Linked DNA regions of Ovis aries: region 2 is linked to region 1. The links are chromatin contacts, called in public Hi-C maps. All regions are on one chromosome and are shown on one strand. Each heading gives the region's core, a stretch centred on a gene start, on an enhancer-like site or on the middle of the called end of the contact. The rest is flanking DNA. Distances are from core to core; before and after follow the strand shown.

Region 1 (6,888 bases), core at 3,379-5,878:
AAATCCTAGATATTTCGTGAATTTTTCAGCCTATTTCTCTACAAGGGCTCTTAAGAAAGAAAAACAAAACCCCTCTCATCTTCCCTAAAATGTTACCTAATTTCTGACGTCAGCACTCAGGTGTCCACAGAAGCTTTGGCATCTCGAGCCCAGAGCCCTTCCCAACCTCTCCCGGCACCCGTGTGTCATTGTCCCGGTGTGCCCATCCCCCTGGCCAAGCTGCTGGTTCCCTGGCACCTGCCAGCAGTGACCAGCAGGGCCACCACCAAAGACCAGATGTCACACGCCATCACGCTTGCCTGCCGTCTCTAGACAGGGACCTTTTCAAGACATTGTGGTGTGGAAGTGGCCAGACCCTCACCTACCCATGTGTCTCCAGTGCTGGGCCGGCACCCCAGGGGCTCATAGCTCCTGGCTGGTCTCACGGGTCACCCCATGTGGCTGCACCCATCCAAGGTGCCTGGTCTGACAGCACAGTGTTGAGGACAGAGCTCCCGTTCTGGCGCTGGCCACTCAACCTTCTAATATCCAACCATACCTGTGTGGCCAGAGCAGGACCCTGACACACAAGCCATGGCAGGTGTGCAGAAAGCTGGGCTGAGCTGGGGTCGGGGGTGGTCAAAGACTCACTTCCTGGTCGCCCTGCCACCAGGAAGGAGAGAGACCAGGAAGTTGCAGCAGGCCCACCCTGGGGTCTGCGGGGAGGCACCCACCTTGTAGTGCCCGTTGTTGGCAGCATCGTGCAAGGGTGTGTCATCATCCAGGCCCTTGGTGTTCACCTCCGCACCTGCAGCCAGCAGCTGCTTCGCGACATCATAGTAGCCCCGGTTACAGGCCTCATGCAATGCCGTCCAGCCTGGAAACAGACACTCAGCACGTATGTGACTTAACCCTCAAGGCCACTTCCACCTCGGGTGGCACCGGAAACTCTAAGGACAGGTGCCCAGCCTGGGTGTTCTTTCCTGGGGCACCTCTGGGTTGCCCATGACCGCTAGCGGTTAACCCTATAGACTAGGAAGCTGTGAAGGGTCCGGACAGGTGAGCAGTATCATCACACGGGAAAACAGAGCAGGCCGTGGGTTTGGACAGGCCTCTGTGCAGCAAGCCACCCCAGGGACTGGTCCCAGGGTCTTGGAAACATTCAAGGTAGCAGCTCTTAAAATATCAGTATTCCTAAATCAGGTTTGGGTCAGACATGTGGGGATCATGCTCAGCAGGTGTTCCAGTGTTCCAGGCCTCCTGAGGAGGTAGCTCTGGGCACACAGGAGAAGGAAGAGGGTGCTGTGTCAGAGTCTGCCCTGGTCCCACCCTCCGAGCGCTCACCCGCAAAGTCCTTGACATTGACGTCTGCCCCCTCGCTGATAAGCTCCTTGATGCGCCGGGCGTCCCCCCGGATGGCCGCCCGGTGCAGGCGGGTCTCCCCACGCTCGTTCCTCTTGTTCACTTTATCTTTGGTTTTTGAGGCAGAGTTGGGCGTCCCCTTCTGACACACTGTTGACTGAGAGGGGTGCTTTGGTGTCATGTCCACTGCAGGCCAAGGAGAGGATGGCAGAGGTTAGCAGGCGGAATCTGCCACCGTCCAAGGGAGGGCCGCCCCCAGCCCTGGACCTCCTGGGCTCACCTGGGCTGTTGGCGGATTCCTCGGCCGTCATCTGCATGAGCAGAGCCACCTGCTGGCGCTCAGAGAGAGGGTAGCCGGCGCGGATCCCAGACAGCCCCATGCCGAAGAGCAGCCCGGCCTTGCGGGTGACGGGCTCCTTCCTGATCCGCTTCCGCTCAGGACCCTGCTTCTCTGTGAGGCGTGGGGGAGAGAGGGGACACTTCATGCCACGGGGCCCTTGACCCCGGAGCCTCACCTGGCCGCGCGGGAACGGAAGGGGCAGCTGGCGGCACACAGGCCGCCCGGCATCACCTCTTCCGGCAGTAACCGTGCTGGGAACACGATTCCAACACCTCGTCACCAGCCACTGAAGCCAAGCCTGGCCCCCACCGACCATCCACTGCTCCAGGTGCCTCCCCAGACCGTTCCCTGCACGCCAGGCGGCGGGACGGCCGACCCGAGTCCCCGCTCACACAGGACGGGCCTCGGTCTAGCAACTGCTCGCGCCTGTGGTCCAGGGCCTCCGCCCCACCCGCCTCCAAAACAGTTCAGATGTAAAATGCAAACACAGTTTAGAGACCCATGGAGAGGTCAAGGCTGACTGGGCGGTACTGTACCTTTCTTCTTGCTTCTAGGAGCCTCCATCTCATGCCATGGCGCTTCGAGGAGCGAACCAGCCTTGCAGTACCACGGCGTGGACTGAGCTGGAGGCATCTAAAGGCATCAACACAGAGCACTAACAAGATACGGGGCCAGCCCGGTGCCCCTCAGCCTCCTCACGACAAGCACTGCGCTCCTCGGGCCCCTCACACACACCCTGGTGGCCGCAAACAGCCACAGTGCCCGTGTCTTTCACGGGGCAGGGGCGATGGAGAGAAAAGCACTCCGACTCCTGGGATCAGGAGCCCAAAAAAAAGCTCATGGGAACCGGGGATCCACCAAGTCTCAGATCCCTCCCCTGCGTCCCTGTGTGTTCCAGGGGAGCCCCTGTGTGGGGTGTCCTAGGTCATGGGGTGCAGGCCACCGGGTCGCCACTGGGGGCCATGCTTGAGAGGTTCTCCCTGCACCCCTGGACTGGGTCAGACCCCAGAGAGAGGCAACGTCGCCACTCCCAAAACCACATACCTTTACCACTCACCACCTCAGGCCCTGCAAGTATATCACTTTCCATGTTCTTAAGAGTTTTCACTGCTACTTCCTTAAACTGCTTGTTTATAAAAACTACAGCTGTGACTTGCTGACAGTGCTCATCTGTGTCTTATGTGATCACTCCCCAGGCTACCCCACCAACTACTGATTTTTAACTATCCCACAAGGCAGAGGCCCAAGAAAGGAAATTCAGAAAAGATGCTCCTTATCGTTGACCAAGAGCCCTGCTTCCCCACAAGCTGTGAAGGCAGTGAGGAGGGGGCGGCGCAGGGGACCCAGCCTTGCACCGGGCACAGCTGGCAGAGCAGGGACCTGGTGGCTCCAAGGAGTCCTGAGAAATGAAGCCATGGTGGACAGCAGTCAAGCCGCAGGGCCCGGCCCAGAAGCTACGCCACAACTGAGCAGCCACACGGATCTGTCTGGGCACAGCCTCACAACATGGAAGGGCGGCCCTGGGTGTCAGAACCCGAGTCCCGAAGGGCCTCAGACAATCGAGGTGTGTGGCCTCCCAAGGGCTCCTGCCGAGGGACAATGCAGACGCGAATTCCCCAGAGACAAGAACAGAAGCACAGCCTCCCACCAGGCTGCCCTGCCAAGTTCGCGAGGTCACCCTGGAAGCACACAGACCAGTACCACTCCTCTCCTGCTGCACAGAGGTCTTCGGGACAGAGGCCGTGCCCATGACTGTAAGACACCAGAGAAACCTGGCAGAAGGGCCACAGCTGACTCTGTCTTCAAGTGGCTGTGCAGGCAGTGACACCCAGGGCCGGGGTGCGCCTCGAGGGCTCCACCTGCACAGCTGTTAGTGGCAGCTGAGAAGCACCTGCTGCCCAGACACTGACCCCAGTTGCAGGGCAGGGCCCTGGGGACCCAGGCCTGCAGTCTCAGGAAGAACGAAGGCCACCCACAGGTAGACCAAGCACATGGCAGGCAGGACCCCACCCTAGGGGATGGGAGAGCTGGAGGGCTGAGGCACCCCAGCAGGAGTCCTCAGGTGCCGGGTGTGAGGAGCTCTCACCCCACAGGTGGAGGTTTCCCAAGGCTTAACACAAAGGAACCCCTAAATGTAATCCCATCTCCTGAGATGCTGGCTTCTCCACACTGAAGTGCAGTTTTTTTCTACAGGTGCAGCGGGTGCCAGTATCTAGAGGAGCCCACGTCTGGCTGGGCTGCGAGTCCCGGATGGAGTGGGCACCCCCGGAAGCTTGGCCACAGAGGAGTGGAGGCTGGGGTGCTGGCGCCATAGGAGGGCCCACCTGCCTGACCGCCATGTCCTGTCAGCACACGCCCACCCCAGAAAGACCTGCAAAGCCTCCTTCCTGCCCTGTGTGACGACCACAAGGACACGGCAGAGGAAGTGTCCCAGGCAGTGGCCACTCCCCTTGGTGCTCTGCTACGGTTTTGTTTCTTACATCCACCCAGAAGCAAAACAGAACCTACAGAAGCCCAGATGGCAGGTGCCAAGTTAAGAGACATGGATACTGACAGGTGCGTGTGAGCAGCAAGGGCAGGCCAGGGGGTGATGTGCGGGGGCTGGAGGCGCCGTGCCCCGCTTCTATGGAGACATGCCTCTTCCCAGGCTGATGAGGGGGTGGTCTCGTGAGCTGAATGTCCCCTCACCACTAGGAAAGCATGACTATGTGACCTGACACCCTGAGTCTCAAGCTTGGTCATCTTGCTGGTCCTCTGTGAAGTCGGCGCAGATTTATCATCTCTTCCTGGGACGTGGTCACCCAGCCGCAGCTGCAAGGATTCCAGCAGCCTTCAGGCCTTCGCTGGTGTCCCAAGAGGCCTCTGGAAAATGGCTCTGCTCCCCCTACAACTGCCCAGCTGGGGCTGTGGAGAGAGCAGCCCTGAGCACCTCTGTTTCATAACTTGGCATGCAGAGTTGTGCTCCCTGACCCCAGCAGAACTGACAGCAAGGACGCAGAGTTTCGAGAAGACCTTGTGAAACCAGGGCCACCTCTGGCTTTCGGGCAAGCTTGCAGATGCCTCCGCCTCCACATCCCCCGGTTCTACCTGACACTCTAAGTGGGCCGTTCTCACACCTGCACAGCCACTGGGCGACTGTGTGTTCTTCCAGAGCCAGGCTGGATGCCCCAGCTCCCTGCTGCGCCTCAGCGAGGGTGCCAGCACTGGGAGGGCTCACCGCCTGCTGCCTGTGTGGCTTCCCAGTGCGGGAGCCCCGTCCTCTCCAGGACGCCATCTGATCTCAAGCCGGCTTCCCTGTGCAGCCCCTCCTGCTGCTGCCACCTGGGGGTCTGTCCTCGCTTCCACCTCTCCAGACAGAGTGGACAACAGCTGTTTCCAGCAGAGGCCATCCCGCAGGGGCAGGATGGCACGAGCCTGGGAGATCACACGGACCCTGAGCGAAGGATGGCGTCCTCCAGCCCAAGGTATCATACAGCAGGCAGGCTGTCCTCAGCCTGTCGCTGCCACCAGAAGCCTGTGTCTGCGGCACAGGGTGAGTCCCCATCATCACACAGTCCTAGGCTTCCCAGCAGAGGAGCCTCTCTGGAGACTGGTTTGGCACAACAGTGGGGAATTGATGACCCTCTCAGATGTCACCACCACCTACACTCTGCCCTGAAGGGTGGGTGGGCATCCACAGTCCCCACGAAGTCACAGGGCTCAGTCGGAGCAGGCAGGAGGTGGGGTCAGTGCCAGGACCTGCCATCCTGACAGTGTCCTATCTCTTGGTCTCAGAAGCACACGGTCCACCATGCAGGACAGAGTCACAGACAGGCTCCTGACCAAGCAGCCAGCCTGGGCACTGTCCACACGTGACGGGTCCGCCTGTCACGCTCCAGCCCTCTGGTGCCCCGGGCCACCACAGGCCTGTCTTTCAGGCTGCAGTGAGGACCTGCTTCCTTCCGGTTTCCTGGTGTCTCCTTTAGTTTAAAGCAAATCACCATCACTGACCAGCGAAAAGGAGACCTGGGGGCCTTCAGTACGTCCTTGACCTGAGGGGGCACGTGGGGGGCAGTCTTTCTCCTCCCCATTCCTGACTAAGGCTTCTTTAGCGCCTGGCAAGGGCGACAGAGCGTGATCAGGAGGCCAGGGTCTGTGAGGTAAGGCTAGCATGAATGGACCAACAGCAGGGCTTCCCAATCACCAACCCCAGCTTTCACTCCAGCAACACCTGCAAACTGAACCAGGACTCCAGCAACACACGGACGGGCCACCCACTCTGCTGGTCCAGCCCATCTGGAGGCCTCCAAGCACCCCTCAGGCCCCCATCCCCAAACCCTGGCGACCAGTAGGCAGAGCAGCCACCTGACCCAGACCAAGTGGGCCCAGCCACACCCTCCAGACTCAGCCCGAGATGGAGCTGGCCAGTACCCCACACCAGTCCTGCTCTCACTGGGGTCCTGAGGACTCCAGGGTCATGGCATGGGTGGCTCTCAGAGCCACCTGCTTTGGTCCATGCCCAGCAGGTGGCCAAGCGCCTGTGTGGTCACACAAGTGGCCTCCAGCACTCAGCAGGGCATGTTCTCAAAACTTCAGAGCCCAGCACATCCCCCCAGAGCAGGCCCTGCCCCTCAAGGAAGCCACGTGCAGCCACCTATGTCCCCGGGTGGAGGGAGTGAGACCGTCGTGAGACTAAGCAGGAAGGCTGCTGTGTGGTGGTCAGGTAGGTGTGTGTAGAGTTAAGCTCTGGAGAAAAAAAAAAAGAATAATCTGAAGCAGGTCCCAGTCCCACCAAGACTGGCACTGGGCAACGGCAGCGGGCAGGAGGATGCCCCTTCCACACTGTCCTGGGTGCATGTTCTCAGCAGGCCAGCCCCCGGGGCAGGGGGCGGGGGTCTGGGGCACAGCTGAGGAGACGCCGCTGGTAGCTTGGAACCAGGCTGCATCTCCCAGCAGAGGGCGCTGGAGGGACGCAGGCACGCAAGAGGGAGCCCCGGCTGCAGCGGGCAGGGATGGGGATGACCACAGCCCCTGGCCTCTCGGGGAGGACATAATCCTGCCCAGATGGCTGCTCACCAGGAAAGGCAGACGGGTCAGTGACCAGGGCTGCGGGTGAGGTGCTCAGTACTGACTCGAAGGACATGACACTCCCTGTTACTGGAGTCTGGTTTGCCCCATGAACAAACCAAACAGGTAACAGAGCTGCGCGGTGGGCCCCTAGGGGTCAC
Region 2 (7,805 bases), core at 3,351-5,850, 110 kb after region 1:
GCCGGGGCACAGAGGTGAACCTCACTTGTCCGGCTGTGTCTCCCCAGTGGCTAAAGGACTGGACAGACAAACCCCAACTTGGACAGATGGAAAATCCACTGCAAACTCACACTGTAGGAAAAGGGTTGGCTCGTAACAAGGGAATGCCCACTCCAACCACAGCCGGGAGAGTGCTGGCAGCCCTGTCAACACACACGTCTCCTCCATAACCCAAAGGCGGGCTGCTCCTCATCTTCACATACAAGTCCTGGGACTTGCCAGTGGTTAGAACTCAGCACTTTCACTGCTAGGACACCGGTTCAGTCCCTGATCAGGGAACTAAGATCCCACAAGCCATGTGTCTCAGCCGAAAAAAAAGGTTACGAGTCCTAAGGAAGGACTTGGGGAATGTCCATGAACTAACCCGTGTGGTGACTAGTGTGACAAAGGGCTAGGGCCACCAATGGGGCAGTGAGGAACCCAGCGGTCAGGCTTTGCAAGCAGGTATGAACAGCAGGCATCTCCAGTCATTACTGCAGGCAGCAGCCTCCAAGCTGGCCCTTGATGACCCTTGCCCCCTGGACTTCACACACTTGGGATGACTGGGCCACATGTCACCACGTCACCTGAGAAACCCATGGAGAGTCACATGGTGAGGAGCAGCTGCCACCGGCCAGCCAGGAGCCAGGCAAGGGCATCCCCTTGGCAGCTTGGCAAGTTTCAAATGACTGCTTCCCTGGGTGTGATGTGCACTGCATCTTGGTGAGATGGCTGAGCCAGAGCCAGCCAAACACTGAGGAGTGGTGAGGCCTTGAATACTGGTTGCTCTAACTTGCTGAGTTTAGGGTAATCTGTTACATAGCAATAGGCATCTAATACAATCAACAGAGCAAGTGGTTACTTTAATGAATTTGGCATGTGCTGTTGATCTCTGAGAAGTGACACAGACTTGCCCTTTCCAGGCCCTCCTACATACACATACTGAGAACCACTGGGGGACACGTAGCTACCTAGTCATGTGCAAACTCCTGGACAGGTTTTCTGCTGGTAATAATGGAGTCTTCCCCTTTCTTTCAATAAATATTTATTTGGCTGCTCCAGGTCTTACTTGCAGTGGCACGCAGGTTGTTTGATCTTTGTTGTGACATGTGGAATCCTTTTTTTTTTTTTTTTTTGTAGTTGCATCATGCAGAATCTTTAGTTGCAGATGCCAACTTTTAGTTTCATCAGGATCTAGGATCTTGGATCGAACCCAGGCCCCCTGTATGGGAAGAACGGAGTTTTAGCCACTGGACCACCAGGGAAGTCCCAAGGACTTTTACCCTTTCAAGAACAAATCGAACATTACAAAATCTTGTTGTACATGTGATATACAAAACACAATAATGAGCCATACGAAAAAGAATTGTTTCCTAAGAAAGATGTCAAGTTCAGAACCAAAATTTACCAAAGTTCAGAGAGATGACAATTTTATTCAATCATTCCACAGGGGAGTCTATTTTGTAAATGACATCCTAACATTAGCCAAAAACTCAGCTGTAGCCCAGGTCATTCAAAGCAGCAAGACAGCCTCAGCCAGAAGCTTGCCACCGTGGGCACAGGTACAGCCATGACCTTGTGTGACAGCCTACGGGCTCCAAGGTCAGGCCAAGTGTGGAATCAACTAGTCCTTTTTCTAAAAACTTTGATTGAAATGTAGTTGATTTATAATGTATTAGTTGCAAGTGTAGAGCAAACTGATTCAGCCATACATACATAGATATATGCATTTTTTCCAGATTCTTTTCCATTATAAGTTATTATAAGATACTAAGCAGAGTTCCCTGTGCTGTACAGTAGATCCCTGTCAGACCTGTGATTTTTTTTTTTAAGTTTAGCACTTTGCTTCAGCTGCTGCCAAGCTACCTAAGTTAGGAAGAAGCAAATAATTATTTGCTCTGATATTAATAACAAAGTTAGATATTAATACCAAAAATGGCCCCAAAGATCAACTTCTGTCCCCAGACTGCAAAACTATTATCTCTGTTTTACAGACAAGGCAACAGAGCGACATCCCCTGAAAGCTTGCCTGAAGCCCCAGGAATCCAGCAAGCACGGGGAGGTGGAGTGCCCTGCCTGCTCCCTTGCCCTTCCTGCCACCCCTAATCCCCAACCCCTACCTTCCACACACACCCCCCCCCCCCCCCCCCGCCAGGCCCTGCTTTGTGTGAGGTGTCTGGGAGGTGATACAGCAACCTTGACATGCCCCGGTCAGAGCCAGCTCACCATGAGATCACCTCTCACACAATTAAAGGGAGCTGAGCCCAAAGGTCCTGATGTGCACAGGGTTCAGAGGGCTGAGGAAGTCGAAATGAGTAAACAGAAGTCACAAGGTACAGAAAGAACAGAGAGAGCAGGTGAAGAACAGGAAGGGCTCAGGAAAATGAAGGCGGTGACTCAGGAGTGGGGCCTGGGAGGAGCCAGATCAGCTGAAGCCACCCCCACCCCCACCCCCTTCTCTTCCAGAGTCCAGGCCACAGGGCATCTGAGTCCTCTAACTAAACACCCGTCCACAAGGCCACTGCAGAGGTGGGACTGAGCAGGACAGGGTTCAGAGTCAAGTTCCACCTCCTACCTGAGGCTGGGTCACAGCCAGCTCTCAAAGCACAGTTATTCAGTAAATGTGTTTAGACGAGTGAATTAATATTTCCCAGCAACTCATTTCCCATGACATCCTGGGTGCTTTCACTTCAGTTGCATTTTATCTTTACAACAAACTTGAGGGACACCCAATATCAGCCTGGCTCTGCAGATAATTTTATCTCCATTTTACTGATGAAAAAATTGAGGCTCAGAAGGGCAAAAAGCCAGCACGCTTTCTCCAGAGCTCAACTCCTGCCATCACCCTGCACTGCTTTCAGATGAATCTCCTGAAAAGAGCTTAGATTCCAATAACGCTTTTTATTTCAAGCAATGTTAATGAGACTGCATCTTACACTATCCCCAAACACGTTCAAATTTGTTAGAGGCTCTGAGTCACGCATTCTCTGGTCTGGGTGAGGAGGGAACCGGGGTAGGGCGGGGCTGGGTCACTTCCTGTCAGGGCAGCATTGCATAAGCTTCAATAGGGTGCAAGGGTGCAAGAAACCACTCTCGGAAGCCTGGTCATGATCATGGTCACGGGACTGGTCTAGGGGGAGTGGACGGCAGAATGTGGGTGGGACCAGAGAAAGAAAAACAGTGAAGGAGGAAACCAGGGAGGATGGATGGACTGTGAAAAGAGAAAGTGAGAAAGGGAAGCAGTCCAGATGTGCAGGTCAGGGTCAGCCCCTCGCCACACACAAGAACCTGGCTGCTGGAGCCGAGGACCAATAATCAAAACTCTGCATTTAAAACAATGTCCCTAAACCTTCTGAGCTTCAGGACTTTTACATCATACATGTTACTGCTGTAACACACAAAGCCATAGGGTGGAGAGCATAGGCCCTGAAACCAGTCAGACCAGCTCTGAAACTCTGTGCATCAGTTCTTAGCTGTGACCTCGGAGAAGTCACTTTAAAGTGCCGAGTCTGTTTCCTTATCTGTAAAACAGATGTAAAAGTATCTACTTCTCACATTTGTGAGGATTAAAAGAATGCCTGCTACAGAGCCAAGCCCCAGCTAGCACTCAGTAAGAACGGTTATTGCCTAATGACCTTAGGAATTTGGGGAATACAGAAAAACACAGAAACAAACTTAAGTCACCGTACAGTCAGCAGTCTCAGGGCTAAGTACTCTAAGCACTCCAGCACCAGACCTAAGGGAGCCTGGGGTCCGCCAGGGATAAAACCACAGACTCCTCCCCTTCTCCCAGGGATGGAGTGAGTGGACTACAGTCTCCTAGGCCATGATCCTGGTCTCCAGAGCTAGGCATGACTTCCAGAGGGGGTCGGCCTGTCTTCAGGAGAAAAGAATAGTGGAGGCGACGGTTACCTCTTCAAAATTAAGCATCTGTAGGACAAGACTGCCGGCCGCTCACGCCTGGGAGCTGGCTCAGCTACCCTGAAGTACTTGCTCTTACCCTAAGCCCTTTCCTTTTCCTCTCGGTATACAGGGCCCTTGGGGCACCAGCGGGGCAGGCTCTGCAGCTAGAGCCCGGGAGAGCGAAACTCTCCCCTCCGCAGCATTCTCCTCGCGCCAAGACTGTCAGGGGTCAGGGGCCCGGGTCTAGGTGGGAGTCGGACTCAGAGTCTGGATCTGAGGCTGGAGTTGGGGGTCAGGATTCGGGCCCGAAGTCGGGGTCAGGGCCTCAGGCGGGCCCCACCATCTACGCACGTCTGCTCCCTTCGGGCTCCCGGGCTCCCTCCGCAGCCCCTGGACCCGCTGGGCCAAGTCCTCCCGGGAGCCGCGACCTAGCGCGGCGTCTGATGCCCCGACTCGGGGCCCACCAGGCTGCAGTTCTACTCGCAGCGCTTGTACTCGCAGTACAAAGTGGCAGTTCAAACCCGCCAAAGAATCCCAGTGGGATTAGAGTTGCAGCGGATCGCTCGGTCACGGAACCCGATCGCGGAGTAGCAAGGCTTGACAGGCCTCACTGGAAGAGGCCCGACCGCGCAGGCGCCCCGCGGAGACACCCCACCCCCCGACCCCCGCCTCCCTCCCCAGTAGCGCAGGCGCAGCTTCCGGGTCAACATGGCGGCCGCGCGGCTGCTGCTGCGCGCTCTCCGCCCGGGGCCGGGACCGGGGCCGGGGAGGCTGCGGTGCCCCTACTCGGGCTGGAACCCAGGCTGCTCCTCCGGGGCCAAGTGGAGGTGGCCGTATGTCGTCCACAGGCCTCCGATGGGCCTCGTCGGGCCTGGTGGCCGAGCCCTGCAGGTAATGTACGGGCCTCCGGCAGCGGCGTTTGGAATGGTAATGTGGAAGATGCTCTCCGCCGCTTCGGCTTCGTCTTCCGAGAGGCAGCTCCTACCTGCAACCCGGAGGAGAGGCGGGCGGCGAGGCCGGCGGGCAGCCCGAGGGAGAAACCGGGAGCGAGGCCGCACAGTTGGACTTCTCTAGCACTTGTTTCGTTCTTCCCTGGTGGCTCAGTGGTAAAGAACCAGCCTGCCAATGCAGGATGGTACCCTGGGTGGGTAAGATCTCTGGAGAAGGAACTGGCAACCCACTGTAGTATTCTTGCCTGGGAAATCCCATGGACAGAAGAGCCTGACGGGGTCGCATGGGGTCGCAAAAGAGTCACAAGGATTTAGCGACTAAACAACAGCACTTGTTTCGTACATTGATATTTTTTGCCCGTTTTCTTGGTGTTTTGAAATTGAATCGACTAAGAGTTTCACTGATATCTAGCAGAGGATTATTTGCAGTCATATAGATCAGATCACTCCAGGATGAATTCTAGTGCCTTCCAATTGCTCTGAGCGGTTTTTCATGTGAGCACTGTAACTGTATTTTATTCTTATCATGTAGCTTGACATGTTATGGACACAAATTCACTGACCCTCTGTGTGAAGGCTGTGTTCCAGGCCCTGTTAATGTTAACATTTCACTCTGGAAGCAGACCCTAAATGCTTTTTTCACTGATTTTTTTAGCCCTCTCTTAGGACCCCAACCCTCGCATTTTAGGTTGTAATGTATTATTGTATTTTACCATAAGTTGAGAACCAATTTCATATCATAATCCTATTCTACACCCTTTCTGAGTCTGAGGACAACTATAGATCATGGCATCCGGTTCCATCACTTCATGGCAATAGATGGGGAAACAGTGGCAGATTTTATTTTGGGGGGGGGCCTCCAAAATCACTGCAGATGATGACTGCAGCCATGAAATTAAAAGACGCTTACTCTTTGGAAGAAAAGTTATGACCAACCTAGACAGCATTTTAAAAAGCAGAGATATTACTTTGCCAACGAAGGTCCATCTAATCAAGGGTATGGTTTTTCCAGTAGTGATGTTTGGATGTGAGAGTTGGATTATAAAGAAAGCTGAGTGTGGAAGAATTGATGCTTTTGAACTGTGGTGTTGGAGAAGACTCTTGAGAGTCCCTTGGACCGCAAGGGGATCCAACCAGTCCATCCTAAAAGGAATCAGTCTTGATATTCATTGGAAGGACTGATGCTGAAGCTGAACTCCAATACTTGGGCCACCTGATACAAAGAACTGACTCATTGGAAAAGACCCTGATGCTGGGCAAGACTGCAGACAGGAAGAGAAGGGGATGACAGAGAATGAAATGGTTGGATGGCATCACTGACTCAATGGACATAAGTTTGAGTAAACTTTGGGAGTTGGTGATGGACAGGGAGGCCTGGCGTGCTGCAGTCCATGGTGTGGCAGAGTCAGACACGACTGAGCGACTGAACTGAACTGAAAGGATAGATTACACTTGTTTTTGTTTTAAGTTCTATTGAGAAGGAAAATCATAATTCATTAATTCTAGTCAGACTTGATTATTCTGTGAAAATAAATAAGGACTGAAGTAGGCAATTCACACATACTTGGTGGATACGTAACAGATTATCTCACTAACAACTAGAACAGTAATAACATAATCTGGTTTAAACAAACAGCGTTTAGGGTTGACTTTGAAGAATGACTTTTGTGTGTGCTGTGCCTGACACACTGTTCCACGTTTATAGTGCCCAGTCTACCTCTCTGTGGTTCTCCCTTATATGCCTCCTGGCCATCACTGAACCAAGTATAGTAGTATTAATTAAACTGGATAATAATTGTATGTACTAGGAATTTTTAACCTGTTGCTAAAAGGAAATTATATGTAGCATACTCCTTTGGTAAGGAGTTACTTTTCTTCATAATAGCAGCCAACCAGGGGTGAACTAAGGGAAAGAACTTAAATGTATGTATATTAAGTGTGTTAGTCACTCAGTCATGTCCCAGTCTTTGGGACCTCATGGACTATGGTCCGCTAGACTCCTCTGCCCCTGGAATTCTCTAGGCAAGAATACTGGAATGGGTAGCCATTCCCTTCTCCTGGAAATCTTCCTGAGCCAGCAATCAAACCCTGGTCTCCTGAATTGTGGCCAGACTCTTTGCCATCTGAGCCACCAGGGAAGCCCTTAAAATAAATAAGTCGATAAAAATGGAGAAATTGCTACCACTGAGATAGAAAAAATTAGGTTGGACCATTGACCATAACATAAAATACACTCAAGTGGGAAACTGGACTTCATGGGAATGTTCCACAAGGAACGGTTGTCTGGAGATGTTGGGAGCAAAAGTTCTGGACAGCCAGTGAAGCCTTTGCTGCTTGTGTCCTGCAGGAGTCCTGGGGCACAGAATAGCAGCCAGTGTTCCGCACCTCCATTTCAGCGTTTCTTTGACTTGCTTTCTTGCTGTTGACATTTGGAACTTTTTTTTTTCTTTTGATGTTATGGTAAAACTTTGAAATAATGGTCAGATTGTTGGTTCATATTTCAGTGCAGTGTAAATATTACATAAATGAATCTTGGCGCTTTTAGGAAAAATTTTGTATCGGGTGAGTTTGCACTGCCAGTTGTGCTGTGGCGTCCGTGTGATTGAGGCTCTGTGACCTTCTTTTCTCTTCAGAGTTTCCAGTTGCGACTGCTAACCCCTACCTTTGAAGGAATCAGCAGATTGTTGGTGAAACAGCACATTGTACAGAATCCAGTCGGACTCTGGAAACTTCTAGGTTTGTATCTTTGAAAAGACAGAAGTGACAGGCAGAACGTGTGGCGTTTGTGAATAAATTCAGAGGACTGCTAGTTTGACATTGTCAGAAAAAACGAAATCACTAAGAGGCCCTTTAGCTGCTACCCAGTGTGAGCCCTCAGATGCTCTGAAGCGAAGTTTTTGAGAAGGAAATTTGTCTAAGGTCAGAACAGGCCAT

What was found. Hi-C and Micro-C count contacts between places; a contact is called where the count stands out from the background.
Region 2: a contact with region 1 is called in a Hi-C map of liver, with 2.3 times the contacts expected there. The contact joins the promoter of SPG7 here to the enhancer-like site in region 1. A contact is called at or near these places in 4 of 16 Hi-C or Micro-C datasets (liver, mesenteric adipose tissue, muscle and 1 more).

Annotation. Positions count from the first base shown.
Region 1 is chr14:13,892,028-13,898,915 of ARS-UI_Ramb_v3.0, forward strand. It overlaps ANKRD11 (ankyrin repeat domain containing 11), which reads right to left. Exons shown (of 13, transcript XM_027977756.3): 5 at 1,622-1,792; 6 at 1,324-1,527; 7 at 714-856. Among named protein-coding and RNA genes, the nearest start is that of TRNAY-AUA, 29 kb to the right of the region's middle. Within about 2 kb of position 4,629, at least 1 of the 54 cell types and tissues checked has an H3K27ac peak or open chromatin away from gene starts, as enhancers often do. A contact at or near this core is called in liver, where this site is marked.
Region 2 is chr14:14,006,861-14,014,665 of ARS-UI_Ramb_v3.0, forward strand. It overlaps SPG7 (SPG7 matrix AAA peptidase subunit, paraplegin), which reads left to right and starts at 4,601. Exons shown (of 15, transcript XM_060397913.1): 1 at 4,601-4,812; 2 at 7,505-7,607. The coding sequence starts at 4,630.